Regions from separate parts of the Mus musculus genome. Here regions 1, 2 and 3 are each linked to region 4. The links are chromatin contacts, called in public HiCAR-type and promoter capture Hi-C maps. All regions are on one chromosome and are shown on one strand. The core of a region is the stretch at or near the end of the contact, and the rest is flanking DNA. Distances in the headings are between cores, read along the strand shown. Region 1 holds the start of Snx5 (sorting nexin 5). Region 2 holds the start of Dtd1 (D-tyrosyl-tRNA deacylase 1). Region 3 holds the start of Sec23b (SEC23 homolog B, COPII coat complex component). Region 4 holds the start of Xrn2 (5'-3' exoribonuclease 2).

Evidence for each region. Promoter capture Hi-C pulls out the DNA fragments that hold promoters and counts their contacts. HiCAR-type assays count read pairs that join an accessible place to other places.
Region 1: a contact with region 4 is called in a HiCAR-type map of astrocytes, with 2.9 times the contacts expected there. The contact joins the promoter of Snx5 here to the promoter of Xrn2 in region 4. A contact is called at or near these places in 1 of 39 promoter capture datasets (liver) and 1 of 115 datasets of contacts at active chromatin or transcription factors (astrocytes).
Region 2: a promoter capture Hi-C map of liver shows a contact between it and region 4, with 6 times the contacts expected there. The contact joins the promoter of Dtd1 here to the promoter of Xrn2 in region 4. A contact is called at or near these places in 3 of 39 promoter capture datasets (the 3T3-L1 cell line, liver and pre-B cells).
Region 3: a contact with region 4 is called in a promoter capture Hi-C map of pre-B cells, with 6 times the contacts expected there. The contact joins the promoter of Sec23b here to the promoter of Xrn2 in region 4. A contact is called at or near these places in 4 of 39 promoter capture datasets (the 3T3-L1 cell line, liver and pre-B cells) and 1 of 115 datasets of contacts at active chromatin or transcription factors (astrocytes).

Annotation. Positions count from the first base shown.
Region 1 is chr2:144,269,644-144,272,799 of GRCm38.p6, reverse strand. It overlaps Snx5 (sorting nexin 5), which reads left to right and starts at 1,898. Exons shown (of 14, transcript NM_001199188.1): 1 at 1,898-2,099; 2 at 2,341-2,423. The coding sequence starts at 2,373. It overlaps Mgme1 (mitochondrial genome maintenance exonuclease 1), which reads right to left and starts at 1,896. Exons shown (of 5, transcript NM_028984.5): 1 at 1,728-1,896; 2 at 316-885. The coding sequence starts at 820.
Region 2 is chr2:144,598,495-144,601,236 of GRCm38.p6, reverse strand. It overlaps Dtd1 (D-tyrosyl-tRNA deacylase 1), which reads right to left and starts at 1,284. Exons shown (of 6, transcript NM_025314.3): 1 at 1,146-1,284. The coding sequence starts at 1,188.
Region 3 is chr2:144,554,548-144,557,729 of GRCm38.p6, reverse strand. Sec23b (SEC23 homolog B, COPII coat complex component) reads right to left here and starts at 1,501. Exons shown (of 20, transcript NM_001252544.1): 1 at 1,406-1,501. Gm34292 (a long non-coding RNA gene) reads left to right here and starts at 1,095. Exons shown (of 1, transcript XR_003953925.1): 1 at 1,095-3,182.
Region 4 is chr2:147,011,519-147,014,288 of GRCm38.p6, reverse strand. It overlaps Xrn2 (5'-3' exoribonuclease 2), which reads right to left and starts at 1,290. Exons shown (of 30, transcript NM_011917.3): 1 at 1,093-1,290. The coding sequence starts at 1,167.

The sequences.
Region 1 (3,156 bases), core at 649-3,148, 2.7 Mb after region 4:
ACCCTGTCTCGAAAAACCAAAAACCAACCAACCAACCAAAAAAACCCTAGACTTTTGTCAAGAGATGGAAAAGAATTGATAGGTTGTTTATAAATTATGCAAGTTTGTCAAATAATTTGATCTCTGTTATTTCCATTTCTTTAAGTGTGAACTACAGTTAATAGTATCTACGAAGATTAAGCAAATTAGCAGACATGAAATGCTATTTGAAAGTACTTCCTCAGTAAGATTTTTTTTTAAGCTCCATTCTTCTGACAGGAATGCTCTATCTCCTAAAAACCAGTGACCACACATAACCAGAAGCAAGATAATTACTTGAAGTATATTCTGCAAACCCGTCTTCTCCCAGCTCCAGAACCATCCGCTCTTTCCACCTCTCCAAAAAGAAGCTCTGTTCAGGTGGCATGGTCTGCTGAAGGATGCGGGTCACACTGGGTATCGAGTTCCTTTGCAAAGGGATCTTCAAAGGGCTTGAAGAAGCATCTGTGTGTGGTTTCCCGGTTCTCTCTTCATTGAAGATAGGAAAGCAGTGTTGTGGGACTCTGGCCTGTGGCTCCGGCTCTGCAGCCTTATGCTTACTCACTGGTCCATACAGTACATCATCTTCCTTGAACAACGACTCTGGAGTCTGGGCCGGGCCTCTGGACAAGACAGAGCGTACTAAACGAGAGTACTTCGCTTGGTCTACTGCTTCGTAAGAGTTTTTCTTCTTCTGGCTACACAAATAAGAGAAAGTGGAGAAACTCACAGGAGGGCTTGCTTTTACAGAAAATCTGTTTAACCTGCTAAGCAGCCTGCAGAAGGTCAGAGGCAGTTTCATTTTTAGACTTCGCCCCTCTAACTTTTCTCTAGTCTGGAAAGTTTAAAAGTGTGTTCTGTTCGTATCTGAAAAAAAAAAAAAAGTGGTGTTAGGTTTAAGACATTTTCTATATTAAAACCATCAAATTGAAAATCACACAAGAGCCGGGTGTGGTGGCGCACGCCTTTGATCCCAGCACTTGGGAGGCAGAGGCAGGTGGATTTCTGAGTTAGAGGCCAGCCTGGTCTACAAAGTGAGTTCCAGGACAGCCAGGGCTACACAGAGAAACCCTGACTCAAAAAACCAAAAAACAAAAACAAAAAAACCCACAAGAACATTAAAAGTGCATACACTAAACTTTTGACGTTTCCAAAAAAAAAGAGAAAATCATTCCCAAGTAAGATTCATGAAAATTGTAAGTGGCTTTTGTTCAATGTTAATGTGTTGGCCGTTTCGGATATGACACCTTAAATCTGAATGTGACAAGGCCTGGAGGCATAGACCAGGAAACTTAAGTTACTTGGGTGGCTGAGGCAGTATGAAATTGAGATTTTGGGTTAGCTTGGCTTTGTCTCTAGAAACAAAACAACTACAATCTGCCCCCCCCCAACAAATTCACAAGTCTTAATTAACAGTTAAACACCTACATCTACATACCAAACTCTTACTAAATATTCTGTATGGGCATCGCTCATCTATTCCTCACGCCGCCCTTTAAAAAGTGGGTGCTACTGTGACCTCGTGGTCCAGACTCGGGACATGTCGCAAGTGGGTCTGCACAGCCCATCCAACGTTAATTCCAGAAAATGATCTCTGCAGGTGTCTCCCATGGCTGCGACAGGACAAGCGTGGCCCTTCGTGCCCGAGTTTGGATAGGGAAGAGAGTATTTAAATAGAAGGTCGGTCAGCGGCAGGGTTCTAGCTGTACCTGAGATGCCACCACGCTGTAACACCCAGCCCGCAAACAACCCTCTCGGGACCCGTACTTTCATCGGTCCCGCGCTTTCCCAAAGCGAGGCGGCCCCAGCATGCACTACGGCGTTCCCGTCGCACCTGTGAGGCGCCATCCCCTCCACGCCCCCGAAGCAGAAGCGCGGGCGCCGTCAAGCCGCGCGTTGTCGCGCTCACGAGATCTCGCGCACGTCACCGCCGCTCGCCATCTTGGACTCTGGCTGAGCCATAAATTGCCCGGGCCGCGGTGCGCGTCCTTTCTCGAGGCGTGCCTCGCCGGCGGAGGGTTCGGAGCCCGCGTTCCCGTCGCGGCCCTCCGGTGCTGGTGTCCGCGTGGCGCGGAGCGAGGGTAGGCTCCCCGCGTAGCTTCTATTGCCCGGCTCCAAGATGGACGGCCGCGGGGACGGGGGAGGCCGCACTGGGGGAGCACGTGGCGTGCCGCTCGCTGGCCTGCGCCCGGGGCTGCTGGGATGGTGGCGGAGTCCCGCGGCCTCCAGCCGCCGTCCGGCAAGGAGGCCGGCGGAGGCGGGGCCGCGGCCGCCCCTGAAAGGCGCCCCGGCGGCGGCCCAGCCTCTTCTTTCCTCGCACAGCCACACGGCCCCTGCTCGAGGCCCGCGTCGCCATGGCCGCGGTTCCCGAGTTGCTGGAGCAGCAGGAGGAGGACCGCAGCAAGGTGAGATCCCTTCCTCGCTCGCTACCTGGGCTGGAGGTTCCCGCCGGCCTCCTTGGGCTGGGTGGATCTTCTCTGGGGCTCGGACCCCAGCAAGATCCCGAGGTTTTCCCTCAACCACCCCTTTAGAGATGGCTTTCCAACGGGGTGTCTCTGCACGCTCATTCTCTGACCAAGGAGACCCAGACAAGTGGGACCCCACTTCTTGAGCTCTCGGTGGGAAGCTGACCGACGCTCTGCCAGTCATTCGACTGAGGCTAATCCTCTGAAGCCCTTAGGAGCGTGGTTTTTTTTTTTTTCTTTTTTCTTTTGCTCCTAAAACTTAAATCGACTACATGGTAATTGGAAAGTGGATCAAAGTTTCGTTTGCTATTCCTATCTCCTTTTAAGAAAATGGCCTTTTCGTTTAAAATAGTGGGGAGATTTCTAACGAGTATCTGTATGTAGCATGGTTTTTGCAACTTGGGAACGCTAAATGTGTCCTCGTGGGAGTTGTAATTTTTAGTAAATCCTGTGTGTTGATATAACCCTCGGGCTGCAAATATCTTGAGGACTAATGCAATAAACAGGGATTGCTATACGGGCAATAAAGGATTCTACTTTTATTGGCTCTTTAAACTTGAATTTTCCACCGCACAGGTAGGTTATGAGTCAGTTTTGTGGACAAAATCGTCAGTAATATGGGAGCTCTTAGATTTTAATAAGAGCTGAATTAAGATTTCATTTTAAGTACCTT
Region 2 (2,742 bases), core at 35-2,534, 2.4 Mb after region 4:
TTGGCATCTGACCTGAAAATGTACTTCTGCCTCTATAAACACAGCTGGGCAATGGTGGTAGACACCTTTAATCCCAGCACTTGGGAGGCAGAGGCAGGTGGATCTGTGAGTTCAAGGCCAGCCTAGTCTACGGAGTGAGTTCCTGGCCAGACAAGGCTAAACAGAGAAACCCTGTCTCGAAAAGGAAAGAAAGAAAGAAAGAAAGAAAGAAAGAAAGAGAGAAAGCAAGCTAGCTAAATGAGTGATGGGTAGACTTGCTGCCAAGCCTAATTCCATGAGTTGAATCCCAAGGACCCACATGGTGGTGGCACATCTAAATTGTTCTCTGGCCTGTTACACACAGAAACACACACACCAAATAAATAAATGTATTTATTTCTTTAACTTAAAAGACTAAAAGAATGGCACCAGTCGTTTCTATTTTTTTAACACTTTTCAAATAACTACAGTAGCTGGATCCTGAATATTTCAACTAGCCTCCCACATTCAACTGATGGCTAATGGCTGAGCATCTGGGTCTATATTAATTAATGGGAAAGAGAAGCACGTCATCTTGAATTCTGTGGTTCTGACCCATGGCTGAAGGTTCAGAGACCGACATCCAGGTGCAAGCAAGGGATGTTCTGCACCCAGTGAGGATGCCAGCAGATATTTGCTCAAAGCTGCCAGAGCTCAAACAATTAGCAATTCCTCCGTCTGTCCATTTTATCATGAGCCAAGTTCTATTTTAAAAAGAAAAGATATGCAAAAGGGGGTTGTTAAAATGCTACATCTCAGACAGAGCGGTGGATAAACGAGCGATTCCGCTCCGGAAATCTCCCCTATGTGTTGTTTGTGCAACAGTGCATTCAACAACGGGCCCTGGGGATGCTCACAGGTTCTGGCACCTTGTCTGTGAGGAACACACACACACACTCACAAAGATAATGATGATGATTATAATGGTGATGACGACGGAGATGAGGGTTTATGTAGCAACGAAAGCACGGAGCCTGAACCCATGAGCGGCCAGGCACGTGCCGGATCTTCTCGGCCACGGCGCTGCCCAGAGGCTGCCCGGTAACTCGGGGCTGCGGGGAACCCTCACACGGAACAGCGGGTCGCGGGGGTCAGAGGCTGCTCTCTCCCCGGCCCGCCCGACTGACCTGTGACGCTAGCCCGAGTGACGCGCTGCACCACGGCCTTCATGGCGGCGGCTGTAGCGACTGGAATTTGCTGTGTGGTCAGACCTTGCGACTCCGCCGGTGGCTCCTCGACCGGCGCCCTCTACCGGCAACACCGGAAGAGCTCCGTGAGGACCCATTCCACAGAGCTGCGTCCCGCCCACGTCGGCCACACCTATCCAATTGGCCCCGCCCATGTCAATCACCCTCACCTGTCACCTATGCATAACCTAGTCCATTTGTGGTAGGCGCCGCCCTATCCACCCCTGAACTCCTTCTTAAGCACTATAGTCCCAAACTGCCAGCCTAGTCTCCACTATGTCCAGACACTCATTAATTTCTGCTCCAGTTTCTTTCTCTTTCAGTTTTACCCTTAAGTTTTTTTCCTGCTTTTCTCCCTCTTTTCCAATCCTCCGGTCACAGATTTTCCAAAATCTTCACTTGTTCTGTAGCCTCAGCAGCAATCCTGTTGCTAAAAACAAAAGGACCTGCTGCTAACATAGCCATTTAACTACATAACTATTGATTTACCTTAGACACAATAGTTAATAGGTCTATCAGTCTAGAATTCTAATTCCTTCCTAATACAAATCTAATACTTAGCCCTATCATAGGGTTGTTAGGAAATTTGGATGGGCTGTAAAGATGCTTAGATGGCTGCAAAGAACTGTATAGCTATTACTGTACTAAGTTTTCATCACTAAAAAATAACATCTTCATAGTCCAGTGGTAGTCCATGTGTTTATAATTAAACAAAGAAAAAGAAGAATGGGGGGGGGGGGAGATAGTCCCAGCTACTTGAGATGAAGCGGGAAAGTGTTTTAAGTCCATGAGTTCAAGACCACCAATGTGGGCAATGTAATGAGACTTTCCCTTAAAAACGAAATAGGAGTATCAGAAAAAGTTCACCCATTTCAGAGTGTCTTTGCTTTGAACGCCTCTTCCAGGATTAGCAGATTCAGAAAAGCATTTGTTAGAAAGCAATTTGATAGAACTGTTATTTGGCCCGAAATACTCTAAGGAATGGTGGTTGAACATCTGTGATCCAAGCATTCTGGAGGCTGCAGTATGAGGATCACGCTGAAGTTCAAGGCCAGCATGAAATACAGAGTGAGATGTTGCTTTCCCCCTCACCCCCCCAAAAAAACAAAAACAAAAACAAAAAAGGCCTAGAAATGTGTATTATTGTGGGGTATCCATCAGATAAGACTACTCAGACCGGGGTTAAGCCAGTAGAAAGTCTTTATTAGCCAACTGGCAACTACACTGGGTGTTCAGGATCTCATTAAAGCTCAGATTCTTTTAGAGTGAGCATTTAAGCAAAAAAAAAAAAAAAATTCCTCGGTTGACATACTTCAGTTAATAAGCACAGTTAGGCTAAAGCAATTACAGAAGTCAAAAGGCAAGCTTAGTGCATTTGATAGATTCGGTCTTCCTTTTCACTCTGGCAAGTGGTACTATCTACATACTGAGTTTTATGGAGTCAGTTGTGCTAAGGACTGGGAGCCTTTTATATTATGCTTAAATATTAAATAGTGAATGCAAAATTGCATGAGTTAAATTGTCAAGGATACCACCA
Region 3 (3,182 bases), core at 252-2,751, 2.5 Mb after region 4:
CTGGTCCAGGGGGTAAAGTGCTTGCCACGCAAGTCTGACAGCCTGAGTTAGAGCCTCAGATCCCACAAAAAGATGGAAGGAAAGACCTAAGATCACAAAAGTTGCCTATGAGTGGCTTGACAGGTGCACACACATGCAAATGACATGTTTAAGCAAGTAGACTGTTAAAAAAAGGAAAGCCAGAAAACTGAACTGAAGAAGAAGAAGAAGAAGAAGAAGAAGAAGAAGAAGAAGAAGAAGAAGAAGAAGACGACGACTAAACCTGTGAAATGAGAATGGAAGCATATTCTTGTAATTTCCATATTTGGGAGGCTGAGGCAGAATCAAGAGAGTACAAAGCCTCCTGGGTTACATAGGGATAGATATAGATATATAGATATATCCTGCAAATAATTTGGGTGAGGACAATTTTACATACCCAGAAAAGCAAATTAATTATTCTACCATACAGACTCTATACAACAAAGTCCCAAATGTCTGTTCCAACTGAAACTCTTAACACATCTACTTGTTAGTTCTGGCAAATACAAGAAGATAAAACCCTAACTACACAGAAAGCACTTAGGCGCCTGGGAGCGGGGGTGGGGGTGGGGGGTAGTAAATAAGTCACAGCACATTCTAACATCGCCATTTCCAGCAGTTACTTCAGCAAACCCCATTAAATAATGGTAACCCCTCTATAAAGTTCTTTACGTAAATGTATAAGTCCCCGAGTATCAACATATTAACACCTGCTCCTATTTCCCACTGCCTCCTTTCCTCGATTTATTCTAAACCAGCTTCTTAATCCTAAACACGTAATCCACAGAGGCTTTCAGTGAATTCATGAATCCTCTGACGTTCTATGTATTTTTATTAAATTCTATGTGCTGAGAAAAATGCTCCTATCAAACTCTCAACGAGTAAGGGTATCTGAAGAGGTAAATAGCCGAATGGATGAATGACTGAGTGAATGAAGAGAGAATGAATGAATGAGTGAGTGGATAAAAGAAAGGCATCCAATAAAATATCTTAGCCCCTCTAAGCTCTCCAGGACATAACTTTCCAGGACTTAGTAACCATCTGTAGACACAGTTAAATACCTAATCCTGTACTGAAGATCTGGTTTCTGGTTTCACTTATCACAAAGCAAAACTCAAGGTTTTCATGGGGATTCGGTCCTTCCGGATGTTCGAGTCACCACCACCAACACCCCAATTCCGAGGGCTAAGGAGTCAGAAACCGGCCGTCGGCTCTCAGGCACGGCGCGGACGAGTCACTCTGAGCCGGCTTCTGGGTCATCAACTCTCTCTGATTCTTCCCATAAGCAAGCCCACCTTGCCTCGGCCTGTCTGGCTTCGGCCCTCCTCCTATGCGCCCCTTCACCATTGCAGAGCCAGCCGCTCACCTGTCCGGAGCCACTCACCGGGACTGAACCTTCCGCGCCCCACGGACACCAGAGCTCAACTCCGGCTTCCACCGCCAAGTCCACCTCAGCTCACAGTCGATTGGTCACCGCTCCGAAACGTCATTTCGCGGCGCCATGCTCTAGCCAATCAGAGAGCGCTTCTCTGGCTGACCCGAGAAAGTGAAACAGTCAGAAAAGCTGCGCCTCCATCTTTGAATAGGGCAAGGCTGTGGTTTCTCACCCAACAAACTTTAGAATGTAGAATTCCTCAGGATACATACTTTCTTGAATATATCCTGAAATTTTTCTCCTTCACAGAACCTCGGCGCCTGCGGAACCGTCATCCAAATGCATCCAGCACTCCTCAGGGGACCGCCCTGACACAACATGACGTCTGTTTGCCTCAGGGGGAAGTCCCTCTCATCGCCTAGCTACCGGGAAGCGAGAAGAGGGACGCGTAGCCCGGAGTTGTCCGGAGAGGCCCTCAGCCTGCGGGAAGGGGCTAGGAGGGGACAGAGAGTCTCGGCCGCTAGTTGGTGATCTTTTTGAGCTCAGCAAGTGCGGGTGCGGGTCCTCTCTTCGCGGTACAAAACTTTCCCTTCTCGTTGCTGCTGTGGTTTCTGTGCTCAATAAAAACTGTTTCTGGTGAACATCCTCCTGCCATTCCCCAGCAAGGAAGTGAGTAATTGGGGATGGTCTTATTCAGACACTTAAGGAAACTATCAGAGTCCGTTTTGATGGGTAACACAGCTTTTTCTGTGACCGCCGCAGTCATTTTTACACTTTCTTACAAGTGGCAAAAATAAATAAATAAATAAATAGCAGCAAATTCAGCGAGTGTGTAGTGCCTGCAGCGGCCAGAAGAATCTATTGTGTATCCTCTAACACGGGTGCTAGGAACTGAACTCCAGCAGTATACACATAGCCACTCAACCAACCCTTCATCCCGCCAACTAAAATCTTACAGTTATGCTAAGACATGTTATTCAAAGAGTACCCATTAAATAACCCAGTTTCCTACTAATGCAAACTTTTCTTTAAGACAGAGCCTAGCTGTAGGTTTGGCTGGCCTGGAACTCAGGAAGCCCTGCTTTCTTCTATCTTCCTATGCCTCCTCAATTTAAAAGCACACGCCATCACACCCGGCTAAATCAAACTTTTTGACGTCTATAAATCATAGGGACTTAAGTTTAAATAGGTGGTACTATAAAATATTACTGTTTGCATTACAATCTTTAAAATAAATTTACATTTTCTCATCATCATAAACATAACAATGTTAATGATGGCATGTTTAAAACCTTAAATTATGTTTGGGAAATGCAGTTATCTCTTCCTAAGGTAAAATGTAAAATAAAATATACATGTTCGTTATATCTAACGCTGAAAAAAAGAAGTCGCTTTTTAAATAACAAACACTAATATGATTTTATTTGTCAAATATTTCCCTTTCAATTTTTGGACCTGGATTATTTCTACACTAGTAATTTCTGTAGAGAGGATTTTTTTTTAATTGCATGTTCAAAATATACAAGATTGAATGTCCTTACTTGGGGGAATTTAGAAGTATTTTATTTATATAAGAGAATACTTGCAGGGCAATAGTGGTGCATGCCTTTAATCGAAGCACTCAGGAGGCAGAGTCAAGGAGATGTCTGTGAGTTCCAGGCCAGCCTAGTCTACAGAGTTAATTCCAGGACAGCCAGGGCTACACAGAGAAACCTTGTCACGAAAAACAAAACAAACAAAGTACTTGTTTCTGTAACACAGATCTTTTAATTGGAGAAATATAATA
Region 4 (2,770 bases), core at 41-2,540:
GGCCCGATATACGTTTAAACGAGTTCTCCGTTAAATTACAAATTTTACCGTCAGATTTATGGATTAGCATTAGAAAAACTGGGGTGGTGGTGAATAAATAGCTAATTCCTCTTCTACCCAAAATTAGATAGACCTAAAACCGATAAATCAAACTTAACCATATTAAGAGACACAACCAAAACAGTTCAAAGTGTCTGTTACGAAAAAGTGGCTCTCCCTTTGGAAGACCCCCCCCCCCCAGGAGAACACAATGTTTATAAAGAAATAATGGTTCAGCTTAGCAATTTGTCTTTGGAGAACACAAAAATATACTAGGATTGTCACCAAAACAAAGCTTTTGGTTTCTTCTAAGACAGGAAGTGAGAAAGTAAATAACTTCAGCGGGAGAAATAGGTTCTTGGAGAGAGGCGGTTCTAAAGCCGAAAGTGGGAGGGGACACATGTGCCCGGAACTTTTCCAATCCAGAAATTCTAACTTAGAGTACAAAGTCGAACTCGACAGAATTACGCGAACGACAAAAGCAACACTCACGAATCGGAACGACTTAAAAGTCTGCCTGTAAACTAGCAAACTAACGGAGGCAGGAAGTGAAACACAGCGAGCTGCCCGGCATTCGTACAGCAAAGCCCGCCAGGGAGAAAGAGCGCTCCCCTAGCCTAGTCCTTCGTAACTAGCTGCTGCCCGCGCACGCTTAACTGCAACAAATGGCCAGGCTCGGGTGGAAAACAAGCGATCCAGCCAACGGGAACTCCGGGCTCAAGACAGTGGACCAACCAGCGGTCCCTACCCTGCCAACCTTGCTGCCCGCGCTAGGGGGGCTGACTAGCCTGGGCGCCCTTTGGAGCTCAGTGAGCGGCGCGGAGGGAACAAAGCCGTGGGCGGAGCCTGGGGTGCCCCGCTTCGCAGGCGGGGGAGGAGCCGCCCAAGCCCCCAAAGCCCCCTACTCGCCCTCGCTCCGCCCAGACCGCCTCCGGAACCGCGAACCCGCGAAGCGGCCCGTGAGGCAGCTTGGGGCGGGCGCCCATCCCCGAGGGCCTCGGCCTAGACCTGCCACGCCGGGTCCCCACTCCGGCGTACTGGCCGCCTCCTCACCTTCTCCTCCACGCAGTTGACAATGATGGACGGGTACTTGCGGCTGAGCCAGCGGAAGAACGCCGGGACTCCCATGACCAGCGGGCAGCTCGAAACAGCAGCCGGGCCAGCGGGAGAGTGTAACCAACGAGACTAGCAGGAGCGGCAGCCGCGGGCACCAGCACTTCCTCCCACGTGCGTTCAGCGGCCGGAAGTTACGTCATACCACCACCGCGGGGGATGCAGGGAAAGGAGCTCGGTTAAGTGGAAGTTCATTTAGACTGCCGGAGTGGAGGCCCGGCTGGGCGAGCTGTAGACCTGGCTCGCCGCGTTCTCTGGTAAAGCCTTTGAGAGCCGACTCCTGGCGGATGCCTTCTCCGGCAATCCAGCCAAGAGCGCCGGCCACATTAGGCCCGCAGCCGCAAAGTCCTTGTGTGGCCGAGACTTTGGAAAGGCGTGGCCTATCTTACTTCCTTTCTCACAATCAGTCTTGAGCTGAATAGAAGCATCTACACTCTAGTTTCCATTTCCTGGTTTCTCTCATTTCTATGCTGCTGTGCCTGGCCGAACTATGAAAAAGCATCCTCAAGTGTTTTGCAATTTTTTTTTAAAATCTGCTTTGCATAAGCAACTTTTTAAAAATATGTTTAAGATTTATTTTTAGTTACGCAATGTGTGTATATGTACATGTGGCTTTGTGAACGAGTGCTGGTACCTGTGGAGGCCAGAGGTTTCAAATCCCCTGGAGCTGGAGTTACAAACAGCAGTATTCAGCCTGCTGTGGCTGCCAGCAATCAAACTCTACTTTGGAAAAACAGCATGAACGCTTTACTGCTGAGCCATCTCTCAGCCCAACGAGGTCACTTTAAACAGTTGCAGAGTCTAGCCAAAATTTGCTAATATCACGTTCTAGCATTTATTGAGTACCTGTGATGTGCTTAGGCAAGGAACTAAAGAATTTTCTTATTTAATCACCAGTTGAGCCTTCTGTGCTGGCTGGCCGTGTCATTTGGGTGACTCCAGTGTAAAAAATATTCTCCAAACAGAAAAAGCAGTTTATTAGATTACGTGCATGCAGCAGGCAGGAAAGTAAAAAGCTAAAAGGGGCTTGTTTTGAGGAAGCCTGTTTCTATGTGGGCAGTAACAGCCTGGCCTTGAGGCAGTGATTGTTTGCCTGAGTCAGGCACAGTGTAACAACTCCACCCATCCTGTGGTCTTGCTCTACCGTTTTTGGGGGGGGTTTGGTTTTTTGTTTTTGTAACACAGATAACGGGTTATCAAAGAGCTAAATTGCTTGCTTATTCATACTGCTTGTATTTCACTTTAACCAAGGGTCATTTAATCCTCTGTTCTCAACCAACATGATATTTGTATCCCTTCTTTTCTGGTGGCTTCAAATGTACCCTGTCATATCCCCCATCCCACCTGCAGCATATGAAAGAAGTCTAGAAAGAGGAGGGAGGTATCTGCCCATTTGCTCAAGCTTGAAAGTCTCTTCCCTGAATCCCCCCTAGGCCTGACAAATCACAATCACAAAGGCTCACCTTAAGAGACCTCTAAAGTGTTTCTCTGCTGCTTGTCAGGCAGTAAAGGTTGCCCCTTCCTCAATGGTTTAATGACTTCATTTAAATGCTAATGTAGAGGTAACTTAAATGCTTAGAGAGGTAGCTAGCCTATGTTTAGTTTTAGAATAGTGTAT